Regions from separate parts of the Capra hircus genome. Here region 2 is linked to region 1. Evidence: chromatin contacts called from public Hi-C data. All regions are on one chromosome and are shown on one strand. The core of a region is the stretch at or near the end of the contact, and the rest is flanking DNA. Distances in the headings are between cores, read along the strand shown.

Region 1 (7,423 bases), core at 1,746-4,245:
CCATGTCCTTTGTCCCTCACTTGTCAAACCTTGTTTTCTGTAGGATTATTGTATTTCTTGGTCTCTGTAAGGGCCCAAGCAACATGCATTTGTCCCTTCCCCTTAGAACTTTGTTTTGTGGGTATGGAAATGGCAACCCACTCCAGTGTTCTTGCCTGGAGAATCCCAGAGACTGGGGAGCCTGGTGGGCTGCCATCTGTGGGGTCACACAGAGTTGGACATGACTGAAGTGACTTAGCAGCAGCAACCAATAGTATAATTGTCACCTGCTTATTTAAATTCTATGCGGAGTACATCATGGGAAACGCTGGGCGGGAGGAAGCACAAGCTGGAATCAAGATTGCCGGGAGAAATATCAATAACCTCAGATATGCAGATGGCACCACCCTTATGTCAGAAAGTGAAGAGGAACTAAAAAGCCTCTTGATGAAAGTGAAAGAGGAGAGCGAAAAAGTTGGCCTAAAGCTCAACATTCAGAAAACGAAGATCATGGCATCTGGTCCCATCACTTCATGGCAAATACATGGGGAAACAGTATCAGACTTTATTTTTGGGGGCTCCAAAATCACTGCAGATGGTGATTGCGGCCATACAATTAAAAGACGCTTACTCCTTGGAAGGAAAGTTATGACCAAACTAGATAGCATATTCAAAAGCAGAGACATTACTTTGCCAACAAAGGTCCATCTAGCAAGGTTATGGTTTTTCCTGTGGTCATGTATGGATGTGAGAGTTGGACTGAAGAAAGCTGAGTGCCGAAGAATTGATGCTTTTGAACTGTGGTATTGGAGAAGACTCTTGAGAGTCCTTCGGACTGCAAGGAGATCCAACCGGTCCATCCTAAATGAGACCAGTCCTAGGTGTTCATTAGAAGGACTGATGCTGAGGCTGAAACTCCAATACTTTGGCCACCTCATGCAAAGAGCTGACTCATTGGAAAAGACCCTGATGCTGGGAGGGATTGGGGGCAGCAGGAAAAGGGGACGACAGAGGATGAGATGGCTGGATGGCATCACCGACTCGATGGATGTGAGTTTGAATGAACTCCGGGAGTTGGTGATGAACAGGGAGGCCTGGCGTGCTGCGATTCATGGGGTTGCAAAGAGTCGGACCCAACTGAGTGACTGAACTGAGCTGAACCAATAGTAGGTGGTTCACTTCTAAGAGGATACCAATCTAGCTTTTGGGCATTTTTTTTGAATGAGATGCAAATATGTGAATTCCCTGGGGGAAGACAACAGGGAGCCAAGAACTGGGGTATCTTGAGATTTTCAACAAGGGAGAGAAAATCCATTTTGTATTGCTGGAAATATTACGATAAGTCTCACCATAAATTAGTGTGAAGTTAAGAGCAAAATCTCTACATGGAGAGTCAATCAATACTGGCTAAGTATGGGAAAATTTTAAGATTATAGCTTCAATTCTAGCAGAATCTTCGTCTTTAGAACACAATCTGTTCCTGTTGTACTCTGTTAGTACCAAACAAAAAAAAGGAGAAGAATAAAGGGGAAATTCTAAAACTTCCTTTCTACTTTCTAGATACGGTTGAATTCACTTTAAGCAAATCAAGCATAAAAATTTAAATTTTATGTAGGACTGATAAAAAAACAACCATTTTTTTATCACAGAAGTCAGTTTGTGACTGCTCTGCATTGTAGAATTCCTGCAACCAAATCTTATGCAGTCTATGATCAGATTTTTCAAAATGTAATTACACATATATCTGCTATGAAAAATGAGGCTGATCTATAGCTTTTAAATACATGCACTATTCAGGAATCAATGAGAAACTAAACAAATGACAAAAAAGTTTGCTTTATATAAGTCAATAAGGTCCTAATCACAGTTGAAATTGAGCTACCTGAAGCTGTGTGTATGAGGTTTTTTTGGGGAAAAAATTGCACAGCCTTGGTGGGACAATGCAGTTTCGGAGTGTCTGGAGAAGTTGCCTGTGATATCAGAATTCTGTTCTCATATGGGAAATGAGAGACCACCACCAAAATCAAGACCACGGACAGGTTATAAAGCATCTGCTGGCTCTGGAGTCTCAGGCTCTGTTTTCCTGTAGGGAAGGGGATGGGAAGCTAGATACCTGGGGGGTTAGATGCTTCCTTGTCAGGAGGGGGCCCATTTCCAATCCAGAATTCTACCAGGAAAAGAGCCTGACCATGGCTCATCATTCTAGAATGGATGTAAATACCTTTTGTTGAGTGGTCCCTTTTTTCTTTATAATTTCATCTGAAAATTTGGATCTCAAAAGTTGTTTTTTGTCTTTGTTTTAAAATTACAGCCTAGAATTTCAACTTACCATCTTCATAAGAAATTGAGAAAAAAGTTCTTTTTTTTTTTTACTTAGAGAAAATAATAATAATATTTAGCACATAGTGCTTACTGTTTATTGCCAGATACTCTTCTATGTAAGTTGGAGACTTTAACTCACTTAATCTGTATGACTATACTCTGTCACCTCTGGGTAAAGAAACCCAAGGAAGCTAAATAATTTGCTCAAGGTCATTTGGTTCTGTGGCTAAGGTAGGGCTTGAACCTAGGGAGTGTGACACCAGGTAAAACAGGACAGTGGCAGGGAAAGCTGAAGATGTAAAAAGCATAAGAGCCACTTGTTTACCTTAAAGCTTTGAAGAATACTTGGCAGCCTTTACCCTCCTCCTCCCCGCCCCAAACCTCACTCTGAACCTGCTCCTTAGGACAGAGTGTGTACTGAGCCCAGAGCCCCTAGAGCAGAGATGGATCCAGGAAATGGATCCAGGAAATGGATCCAGGGTGGATTTAGAAATGAGGGATTGTGTGCGGAGGAAGCTCTGAGCGTGATTTGAGAAACTACCCAGGCATCCTATGTCCCTAGGACGTGGCTCCACTCTCCCTTTGGGATAGAAACAAAAAATGCTTCCAGCTAGAATCCAGCTAGTAGTTAACTGCTACTGGTGGTAACTTTGCAAATGTTAACCCTGCCACCTAGTGACCACTTTCTGAATGTCACATGGAGATGGCCCCGTAGAACATCCTGTGTGCACCTCAGCTTGGCGACCACCCTTCCTGCAGCTGAGACTATCTCCTGCTTAGAGACCCTGGCTGGCACTGAACTGCTGACATGTCATTACTGTTTTAGGGCTGCTGCAGTCATACCTGCAGAATAAGAGCTGAGCTGTCATTTCCTGCTCTGTTTCCTCACAATGATAAGGTGCTCTCGAATGTCTCAAGAACGTCCTCCGTGCCCAGTACTGTGATGGGAGGAGGTGACCTCTGTCCCTACAAAGGTCCCAGTCCCCACTACCCCTTGTGCTTGGTTCTATCACAGCTCTTGAATCTTCTGTTTACTCCTGTGCTCCTCTCCTCCATTATGAAATCTGTGAGGCCGGGAACAATGTCTGGCTTATATTTTATCCCCACAGCCTGGTTTGGTGTCTGCCTGATGAATGCCAGTTGAGTGAGTGGATGGAAGGTACAGCTATAAGTTAGGGCTTCCATGGTGGCTCAGACGGTAAAGAATCTGCCTGCAATGCAGGAGACCTGGGTTTGATTCCTAGGTCAGTAGGATCCCCTGGAGAAGGGAAAGGCAACCCTCTCCAGTATTCTTGCCTGGAGAATCCCATGGACAGAGGAGTCTGGCGGGCTGCAGACCATGGAGTCGCAAAGAGTCAGACACGACTGAGCGACTAACACTCACACATAGCTGTGAGTTAATAGCCCTTTCCACACCCTTCCCACATTTTTCCAGGTGAGGTATCTTCCCCTTTCCACTCTCAGTATGAACTATGTCATTTTTTTTCTTAAGCTCTCAGACTCCCCCTTACTCCCTTATATACTCCACACATACTTAGCACTTGAGCTTGTCTTGAATTTTGGAATTATAAAGGTGAAGTTAGGAACTTTCTAACTTACACCCACTAACCCTCCAGACTTACTTTCATACATATCTGATCCTCCTTGGACCCAATGCCACTCCTTCCAGATGTGCACTGAGTCCCACACCACTCATAGGAATCGGCTGGGAAGCTTTAATGGTGACTGATGCCTAGGTTTAAACTCAGAAGATCTGATGTCTTTGGTTTTGAATGGAAGCTGGGAATCAGGATTTTTAAAGTGCCCCCAGGGACACCTAAGCTATAGCCAGGCTTGAGACCTGACTGCAGCATGTTCCCCCTTTCAGCCTTCTCAGGCTTCATTCAAAGGTAACCTCACCCTCACATTCCATTTGTTTTCATTCTTTTGGATTATTTCCAACTCATACACAATGCCCCAAACTCTTCTATCTGAAAATGAGTGAAAAATCCTCCCTGGATCCTCTATCCATAACAACTATCTGCTCTGTTTATGTACGTTCCAAGTCAAGCAAAATTCAAGAACAAGGTGCCCACACAGGCTGTCTCTGCTTTCTCATCAACTATTCAGTCTTAAATCTGCTCCAGACTGGGTTCTGCTCCAGAACTGGTCACCCTGTTGTTTAAAAACATTCACATCTCTTGGCCTCAAAGACCCCAGGTTCTCCTGTTGTTTCCTCCCTGCCTCCCCCTGCCAGGGTGTCTTTCTCCCTGATCTCTCAGTGTTGAGAGTTCCTCAGGACATGGTATTTGGCCATCTTTCCTTTTCACTCTACTTCTGATGCTTTCCAGGCTCTGGGACCTTGGGGCTGATAACACCTGCTCAGACCATTCCATCAGTCTCCTACCAGCACATCCAAATCCCTGTTTGGTCTTCCTCTCCATTAGGTGTGTGATAGATATTTCTGAGCTCATGTTCCAAACTGAATCTTGATGTCCCCCTACCCTTAGGTGATTCTCTTACACTGCTTCTAGTTGTGTTAGTTTCCTGTGACTTCTGTAATGAATTACTACAAACGGATTAGCTTAGAACAGCACATACTTAAACTCTCACAATGGGAAGGCCGGAAATCTAAAATTAGTTCCTCTGGGCTGAATCAAGGTGTCAGCAGGTCTATACTTTCTCTGGAGGCTTCAGAGATGAATCTGTTTCTTGATTCTTCCAGTTTCTGATGACTGCCAGCATTTCTTGGCGTGTCAATGAGGTTTTCTAGAGAAACAGGCTTCCCTTGTGGCTCAGCTGGTAAAGAATCTGCCTGCAATGTGGGAGACCGGGGTTCGATCCCTGGGTTGGGAAGATCCCCTGGAGGAGGGAAAAGCTACCCCCTCCAGTATTCTGGCCTGGGGAATTCCATGGACTGTATAGTCCATGGGGTCACAAAGAGCTGGACATGACTGAGTGACTTTCACAACCTCACAACTTCTCGAGAAACAATAGTGTGTGTGTGTGTTTATGTGTGTGTGCATGTAGTTCTTTATAAGGAAGTGGCTCATGTTGCAGTAGAGGCTGAGAAGTTCTGCAGCCATCAGGCTAGAGGCTCAGGGGGGTCCGTGCTATAAATTCCAGTCTAGGAGCAGGAGAAGATGACTGCTGTGGTTCCAACAGGTAGGCAGGAGACGTTTCCTCTCTCTCAGACTTTTTGTTCTATTCAGGTCTCCAATTTATTGGGTGAGGAATATCCACATTAGGGAGGAGAGTCTGCTTTACTGAGTCCACTGATTCAAACAAATCTCATCAGGAAACACCCTCACAGACACACCCAGAATGATATTCAACCAAATGTCTGGACATCCTGTGGCCCAGTCAAACTGACACATGAAATTACCACACTTGGCTTGTGGCCACATCATTTCAGCTTTCAAGGTCAGCATCTTCAAATCCCTTTGTCCCGTCTTCATACTGCCTTCAAGTGTGTCCATGTATTTTAATCTCCCTTTGCTTCCCTCTTGTAAGGATACACGTGATTGCATTTAAGGCCCATCCAAATAATCCAGAATAATCTCCTGTCTTCAAGATCCTTAAAATATTCATACCCGTAAATGCCTTTTCCAGATAAGGTAGCATTTATGGGTTCCAGAGTTTAAAAGATGGATATCTTTGGAGGGTCCATTATTAAGTCTCCTACACTAACTCATGCAAAGGGCACCTTACTCCAGAAATTAAACCCAAAATTCAGGACTCACCTTTGTCAATAAAACTCTCCCCAACCCCATTTAATCCTATGGACAACACCTATATTTTCCATCTTCTAAATAATCTTGAATCAGTTCAGCTCTTTCCACTTCTTTTACCAACCTAAGCCCAAATAGAATGTCTTTTCTGGACTCTTTTAATAGTACACTTATGTCAATTGTAATTATCTCTTTATTTGTGGAGTTATTTGTTGAATATCTGACTCCAGTCACTAAGTTGCAAGATCCTTGAAGGTAGGACCATATATGTTTTGATCACCATGATATTTTAGATCCCAGCAAAGTGCTTTGTTTGTATAGACTCACTGTGTGTGTGCATACGCTCAGTCATGTCCTACTCTTTGCTATGCCATGGATTCTAGCCCGCCAGGCTCCTCTGTCAGTGGGATTATCCTGGCAAGAACACTGGAGTCGGTTGCCATTTCCTTCTTCAGGGGATATTCCTCATCTGGGGATCAAACCTGTGTCTCCTGTATTAGCAGGTGAACCACTGAGCACCAGGGAAGCCCCACTGATTAGCTGCTCAGTAAACATGTATCCCATGTATGATGGATGGATGGTACCTATCCTGCCATGCTGGAGCTACTAGTCTGGAAAGGGGCCATTCAGTGGCTTTGACTGTAAATCATTTCACTTGCTTATTTAAGCTATTTGTATTGAGAGCCATCTATAAGATAGATGGTCTAGGAGGCTCAAAGAATTAACATTATTACCCACTAACAAACTACATAAAACTCCTTGCTCTTATGAAACTTCGCATTTTAGTGTGAGGAAAGACAAATAGAAAGCATAATATATGTAAAACAAATGAATTCTATATAGGTATATGTGCCTGTATATCACATTAGACAGTGTTAAATGACATGAAAAAAATTAGAGCAGTTCAAAGGGGATTTGTACACCTTTGTAATTTTGGACAGAGTAGAGCTTTCTGAGAATTTCACATTTGTGAAAAGATCTGAGTGAGCGGAGGGGTGAGTCATGACTATATCTGGGGAAAGATCGTCCCAGACTTAGGGAAGTGCATTTAAGGAGGTCTCTGAGGCAGCGGTGGTCTTGGTCAGTTCAAGGAGGATGAAGAGGCCAGTGTGGCTGGAGTGAGTGAGTGAGGCTGAGGGCAGGAGATGAGGGCTAAGGAACCATGGAAACAGACTGCACAGGATCTTATAAGACAGTGGGAGGACTCTGCTTTTCCTCTGAGTAAGATAGGGAGGGTTTCCAGATGAGGAGGGACACTTTCTGACTTACAGATTAAAAGTGTCTCTCTGGCTGCTCTCTGGCAGGGGAGCAAGGGTGGAAGCAAGAACCCTGGGAAATTTATTACAGTTATTGAAGTGTTACATGGTGTGGCTTGGACCAGAGTGCTAGATAGTAGCAGAGGTGGTAAGAAC
Region 2 (7,423 bases), core at 3,293-5,792, 52 kb before region 1:
TTCAGTACACTTTATTCTATTATGGCCGAAGACAGTGGTATTAAACTGTGAGGTCAGGTCTGAAGCTTGATTTGAGAGTTGAGTTTCTTTGGAAGCTAGAGCTGTGAATGTATAATAGGTGGTAATGGAAGAAGGGATGCTAGCAATCATTAGACCTTTCCCTCCTGTATAAATAAATTTGAACGTGGATCAGTCTCTACTTGGAATTAAGCTGATTCAAGCCAGTGGAGTAGGAGGATCATAAAGAGCATGAGGGTGATGATGAGAGATGGTCTACACTCATTCTCTCATTTCTGTTGGGCTCTTTGCCACTGCTAACGAAAGAATATAAAGGTATAGCCCCAAATATGAATCTGGTTAAAACAAAGATGAATCTGAGTCTCAATTTTAAGTTTTTTCAAGGAAAAAATCCTATCTGTGATTTGAAAAAAAAATGCAATCATTAACTGTAGGATTATTTTACAGGTGAGCAGATTTATAGATGACTTCTCAGTGTGTGAACACAGGGAGGCATTACTAGGGCCTATCAGAGAGGTGTGAGCCATCACCTCAGGTAGCCTGCAGCCTGTTGAGAAATAAAACATAAACGCATATGTGTCATTTAAACAACATCCATTCAGACTGTTTCTAGAGTACTTGCTAGGCAGGTACCATGGGAGATACTGGTGACATGTCTAGACACGGTAGACATTGAAAATTATGTACAGTTCTTACCTTGAGGACTGTGAGAGACACAAGAGATGCATGCAGGCAGATGAAGTTCAGCCTGATTAGCTGGAGCCACAGCAAGAGGAGGAATGCCATGCTTCCACAGAGAATATTCTGTGAATAGGGAGAGTCATCCGCAAGCAGTGACACTGAACTGAAACCTGAAAGAAACTTGGGAATTTGGAATTAGTGCAGGTGGGTGGGTGTACAAAGCCTTTGATAAGTAAGTAAGCCTTTGATAAATGACTTTTATCCTTCTTTTTATCATCTCCCAGCCAACACAAGTGTATTCTTCAAAAGATTCAGGGTCTGGCCCACATTCCGAGAGGAGTAATAGTATGTACATTCAAAGGTCCATTGTGAAGTAGCAGATTGTAGGGAAGTTATTGCCATTGATCAGTCCACAGCATTAATGAAATTTTGGTCTTGACTTCAGGCCCCATGGGAGTAAGTAGGTGACTGTCTTTGCTATCCTCCATACCTACGGGTGGTTCCCTTAACTCTAGTCAGCTTTCTCACAAAGGCATAGTATTGCTCACTGGAGGAAGAGGATGAATCTTGAGAGGACATTGCAGGGCCGTAGGCAGTATGGGAAGCCAGCCGGGGCCGTGCTGAAAACGTGGCAGGCCTGACGGCAGCCCTGCAGGAGAGACATGGAGCTACTAGTAAAGCTCCACACGTCATCCCCGCATTTGCACAGTGCCGGGTTTGCAGCTGGGTACTCAGAAAATGTTTGTGGAATTGAGGTGACTAGTAGGGTTCTCCCTCGCGTGCTGTCCAGAAGTCACCGCGGGAGGAGCCTAGCACCATACAGCTGCTTGTGTTAATGTCTTCATGTACATGCTGCTCAGTTTGGGAGTAAAACCTTGAGATGGCTGGAGCCTCTACACTTTGCAATATGCCTACCGAGTAGTGCACACGTGCTTAGTTGCTCATCATGTCCAACTCTGCAACCCTTTGGACTGTAGCCCACCAGGTTCCTCCATCCATGGGGCTTTTCAGGCAAGAATTCTGGAGCAGGTTGTCATTTCAAAACAGGTAGCATTTCTGGCACCTACGTGGGTAAGGCTTGAGTTTTTTTCTTTTCATTCACCATCGGTTTCTGATAATATTACTTGTCTAACTGCCATGAAATAACTGTCTCCTAGTAAGTGCCCCCAAAATGGGAGGCAGAGCAGGATTGTGGACTTTCAGAGTTCTTGGCTGTGAGAGTCCCCTGAAATGACGTCAGACTTCCCAAGACAAAATTCAAGAAGCCTGACCAGCCTGTTCTCTCGTAGTGCCTGACCCAGTGGTCCAGGGATACGCCATTGCTGGCTCACATCGACCCTTTGTGAGGGAGGGCCCAGGCTCTATCTGCCACAGCCCGTTTGTCTTTCCAGTGGTGTAGGGACTACGAAGGTGGGCAGAGAGGTACTTCTCTCTCCCAAGTACTCCTTGAGCTTTTCTAGGACCTCCCTTTTGTTTAGATAATAAAGCTATGTTTTATATGTGATTTCTTTTCATTGTCAACTCACAGGACTAGAAGTTTTGGCATTAGCGTTCAAAGATGGTCAGATGGATTTTAAATGGTAATCGGTTTGACCTCTTCCGTTCTTTGTAGCAGTATTACACTACATGCATCTTAGGTCCTGGCACAGTATATCTTTATATTATTTCTTGCATTTGCTCATAAAATCAGAAGAAGAAATAGCAAGCTGAAATATACATATCTTTAGGAAATATGCCTTCTGTTTATTTTGCTGAGACATATTTGATCTCTTTCATAATTTATTTTATAAAACACTTTCGTGTGATTCTGGATTTTAAAACATCTCTTCCTACTTCTGTGAAATTTGAACGTATGTTTCTCCTGAACGCCTCTGGCAAGGTCTTTGAAAAGGGTCAGTCAGTTCCATTTATAACATTTTGTCCTCATCTGGTTACGGAGTGCCTGCATTCCTGGATCTGGTTGACCTATGTCCCTGAAATGCCACGAACATGCTGTAATGGAGAGCTTTGGCATCCTCCTGGGCCACGGCGTGCTGTCTCACATCTAAGCAGAGGATCCTGCTTCTGGCTCATAAAGGAAGCTCTCAAAAGAGCAACCCCTGTAAGGAAACAGAGTGGATACAGGGGATTTAATTACCTTCCCAAGGAACTGTGTTATCATGCATCTTTCTCCTAAATGTGAATAGTGATTCTGGGACAAAGGATCGAGTGACTAGTACTAGTCCTGGATTCCCATGTGCCATCAGTGGCAGACCATCAGGGTAGTAGCTGTATTTTCGTTTTCTCACGTGCTGTTTACCCGAAGCTTTATACTTGCAAACTACTTCACAAAATCTCATGGCATCCTCAGAAAAAGGTAGACGAGCCGTCACATAGGGCTGTATATATTTTTAGAAATCCATGTGTGATACTGGGCTTCCCTGATGCCTCAGATGATAAAGAATCCAGCCTACAGTGCTGGAGGCCCCAGTTTGATCCCCGGGTGGCAAAGATCCCCCGGAGAAGGGAAGGGCATCCCACCCCAGTATTCTTGCCTGGAGAATTCCATGGACAGAGGAGCCTGGCGGGCTACAGTCCGTGGGATCACAGAGAGACGCAACTAAGCGACTAACACTGTGTACAATACTTATGTATCTTTTGGATTGTGAACATATTTAGCATATCCTCTGTGTCATGGCTTCACTTTTGGCCTCACCCACCCTCACAGCTTCAAAGTGAGCCTGCTGTGAAAGCACTCACTCACATGCACGAGAAGCAAAGTCATAGTTATTCGGTTCAGTTCCCCAGCAGCTCTGCGCTTTCTCAGTGTTGCCTCAAACCTCTCTAGCCACAGGGAGTTAATCACCTCCATCCAGATTACAAGTAGCTTGCTAAAAGAACTTTCCCACAGCACCGAAATCGCTCTCTCCCCACTATGGTGGAATGTGGAGGCCACGTGGACCCAGTCATACCCCCTGTTCACATGATTACCTGCCTAGTGTAGCCTCTCAAATGCAGGAAACCCCCTATTCAGCCAGGTTGCTTTCTTAGGACAGCATTAATTTAAATGCCCAGTCATAACAGAACCTAAAATAATGCCAGCCACTGCCTCAGTATTTCCTTTCCCTAAACTCTGGGAACCTCTGGATACTAAAATGGGGGCTAAAAGAGCACCATTATTACCAATTTTACATATTAACTGGGTCCCCAGAGTGTGCAGAGTTGTGTGAGGTACCAAAGGGTCACACAGCACATGGCGCATATGAATAGTAGGTAGTCAAGAGCACTTTACATGAATAAATTCAGGTCATCCTCATAGCCTGTGCACAGGTGCTATACATAGAAATGTCCCCATTTTACAGATGAAGAAATTAAAGCAAGGAGAAGCTAGCGAAGCAGCCAAGGTTCTGTGCTCGGAAAGAGCAGAAGAGGATTTGCATACCAGCAGGGCAGCCCCAGAGCCTGAGCTTTCAACTAGCGTACCACCGCGCTCCGGACGGGAGGTCTGATTGCCAGAAGCTTAGAGCCCAGTGTTCGCAGGAGAAACAGTGGCAGCGCTAGGCTGCAGTCAGGCTGCCAAGCCAAAGAACAGTCTGTAAATAGGGCCCAAGTGCGGAAGGAGAGAGAGCTTTCCACCACAGTGGACAGGCGGAGAGTTGGGGGTTTTCTGTGCAGGGCTGTGAAGGGTGGGTGGATGTTTGTGTAAGGGAAGGAGTGCGGGACGGTCTAGGCACAATAAAATGACACTTTAAACCGCAAAAACAGGAAACTCGAAGTGCTTGAGGTGCATGAGTAAACCAGTGTGGCTGGAGCCTGAGTTCATGGCGTCTGGGATGCATTGCGCAAGGTGACCAGGGCTGGATGGTGGAGAGTATGGATGGGGCTAGGACACCGGCGTGGGAAGAATGCATTCCCCATGGGTATTTTGCAGAGGAAGAACTGTGAAAGCAGTGTAGCTCAGGGAGATACCCAAGGCCACATGATGAACTAATGTGGAGTCAGATTGAGAGAAGAGGCTGGGCAGCCTGACTTCTGCTTTTGTATTCAGTTCAGCCAGCTTAAAATAACTTCCTCCCCACCATGCACCAATCACACAAGCAGTTTAAAGTAATGCGTAACTTAATAGAACATTTGACAGTCTTCTGGCCCCATTTTGTTGTTGTTATTTTTTGAAATAGTGCCACAGAATCTCTCTAATAAGAGATTGTTCCTTCTTCAGAAGAATTTGCTGAGGTCAAAGGACCCAGTAAAACAAATTGCCAGTTCTGGCAGCACTTGCTATAGCTGATGGGTCCACCAGGTGGCAGGCTTCACAATTCTCACCTATTCCCCATAAAATTATTTTTCAGTCATTTGCTTACCATTTTTGTCATCATTAACTTTCTCAACCAAATGTTTGCACTCTGCATTTTTTTCTGTCTGTATTTCCTCTTAGGAAAGTTATCCCCTTGTGTATTTCCATAAGTCAAGTGAACTGTCCTCTGAAACAGCCCTATGTAGAAACAAACTAAAAACTAAGTTTGTCTTTTTCGAGTTTTTCTTTAAATTTTTAAAAATTTTATTTATATTTTAATTGGTGGAAAATTGCTTTACAATTTTGTATTGGTTTCTGCCATACAACAAAGTGAATAATTATATATGTAATCTTTCCCTCCTGAGCCTCCCTCCCCTCCTCCCCACCTCACCCCTTTAGGTCATCACAGAGTGCCAGGCTGGGCTTCCTATGTTCTTTAGCAACTTCCCCCCAAGTGTTTTACACATGATAGTCTATATATGTCAGTACTGCTTGTGGAAAGGGACATTTGTAGAAACCTTAATGATACACTCTGATTCAACACACTCCAGCCGTAACTTTTCTAATGAAAAATGTTAAGCATTTTATTATATTTATCTCATACAGTGTATATGATATTTTTCTATTTTTAAAACTGGACTGTAATAGGAGGGATAGCAGTGGTTCAGGCTTAGACTGCTCGTGGGCTCCAGCAGCCCCAGTGATCACTGTGGCTCCGTGTCCTCTCTGATATGATATAGTAAAGGATGGGAAGAATCCCGATGACGGACGAACTCCCATCACGTTTGTTGCCTCTTTCCTTCCCCTAAGCCATTTAGGAAAAACCAAAACTTGAGTCTGGCCTCAGTCAAATGGTAAAGAACAAACCCCAGTCCAAACAAATTTTGGTAGCCCTTTCATACTTAAAAGTGGAGTTTTCAGTTTAAAGAATAAATTGAATGCCAGTCTCTACTACCAGATAAAGGTTTGCTTTGAAAGTTTTGGCATCTGCTTATAAATATAAGACAAGTAATTTATTTTTTCAGAATGAAAAACGTTTTTTTCCCTTGTTCAGATTCAAATCCCATTTCCCTAAAATATTTTTTTTTATGGTTATGGCACTAAGTACGGGATTATATGATCTTAAATATATAAAGAACTCAAAAATCATTAATTTTCAGTTGATTATTGATTTTTAGATACAAAATTGGATGTAAGACATGAATAAATCATGATCTAAAGAAATAAAAACAATGAAAAATAAATGAGACGAAATCCAGCTTTGTTAATACCCAAAAAACAAAAATTAAAACTTGATGTAACTTTTTCCTATAAAATTGGTAATTTATTTAATACTAGTATTCAGGTCTGACAGGCGTGTGCTAAGATGGGTACTCGTGTGCTGCTGTTAAGAGTTTAAACTGACATGAACTTTCTGGAAATTAGTGCATCAATGTGGAGAAGGAAATGGCAACCCACTCCAGTGTTCTTGCCTGGAGAATCCCAGGGACAGGGTAGCCTGGTGGGCTGCCGTCTATGGGGTCGCACAGAGTTGGACACTACTGAAGCGACTCAGCAGCAGCAGTAGTACATCAATGTGTATCAACAGTCTTTAAAAAGTTCAACTAGACCCTCCAATTCAGTGTATTGAGACTAGATAGATAATCTAAGGAAAATGTCAGAGGTTAGGACACTATAGATAAAGATACTTATTTCAACTTTTACAAGAATTGGAAAATAGAAAACAAGAGCTATAAGGAAGTAGTTAAATTGTGATTTACCTATCTCATGGAACGTTTTTAAACAGCCAGTAAAAATTATGTGAAGGAATATTCAGTGATAAAAGTGCAAGTTTTTCAAAGTTATGAAATGTGAAGTGAAAAAAAAACTATTAGATTAAGATTAAAATTACTTATAAAGTATGTCTACATATATATATATATATGTATGCATAATTTTTACATGCTTAATAGAAGACCAGCAGGAAATATACAGAAATATTCCCAGCATTAGCTGAGTGGTAGGCTTCTCAATGATTTTTTAAAATATATATACATTATTGTTTTCTTCTAATACTGGCATGTATTACTTTCCAAGTTGGGTGGAGAAATGGATGCTGGTATTTAAACAATCTGTTTTTTCAGTCCCCTGCCTGACCATACTCAACTCCCCATCTCTTAACATCACTTAGATCTGAGTTGCTAGGCATCTTCCAGGCATAGGCTTTTTAAAAGGCCCTTCTATGTATACTTCTTGTCTTTTTAAGGTAATCAGGACCATCTGTGACTTTGAAAGGATATGATTCTCCCTTGGTTATTAAGAAATTCAAGAAGAGATCATTGAGAGTGAAGTGAAGGGGGAGGGTTCTGCCCACCTGTCCAGGGCACCCCCTCACCCTGGCCCCTGACTCTGCTCTCAAATCCTCCCCTAGGGCCTGTCCAGCAAGCCCCGGTCCCAGGTTCAAGTCGAGGG

Evidence for each region. Hi-C and Micro-C count contacts between places; a contact is called where the count stands out from the background.
Region 2: a Hi-C map of liver shows a contact between it and region 1, with 2.1 times the contacts expected there. The contact joins two enhancer-like sites. A contact is called at or near these places in 3 of 5 Hi-C or Micro-C datasets (blood and liver).

What each region holds. Positions count from the first base shown.
Region 1 is chr20:12,384,348-12,391,770 of ARS1.2, reverse strand. No RefSeq gene overlaps it. Among named protein-coding and RNA genes, the nearest start is that of CD180, 13 kb to the left of the region's middle. Within about 2 kb of position 2,995, at least 1 of the 5 cell types and tissues checked has an H3K27ac peak or open chromatin away from gene starts, as enhancers often do.
Region 2 is chr20:12,438,165-12,445,587 of ARS1.2, reverse strand. The region is part of intron 24 of LOC102190263 (microtubule-associated serine/threonine-protein kinase 4); the gene reads left to right. Among named protein-coding and RNA genes, the nearest start is that of CD180, 41 kb to the right of the region's middle. Within about 2 kb of position 4,542, at least 3 of the 5 cell types and tissues checked have an H3K27ac peak or open chromatin away from gene starts, as enhancers often do.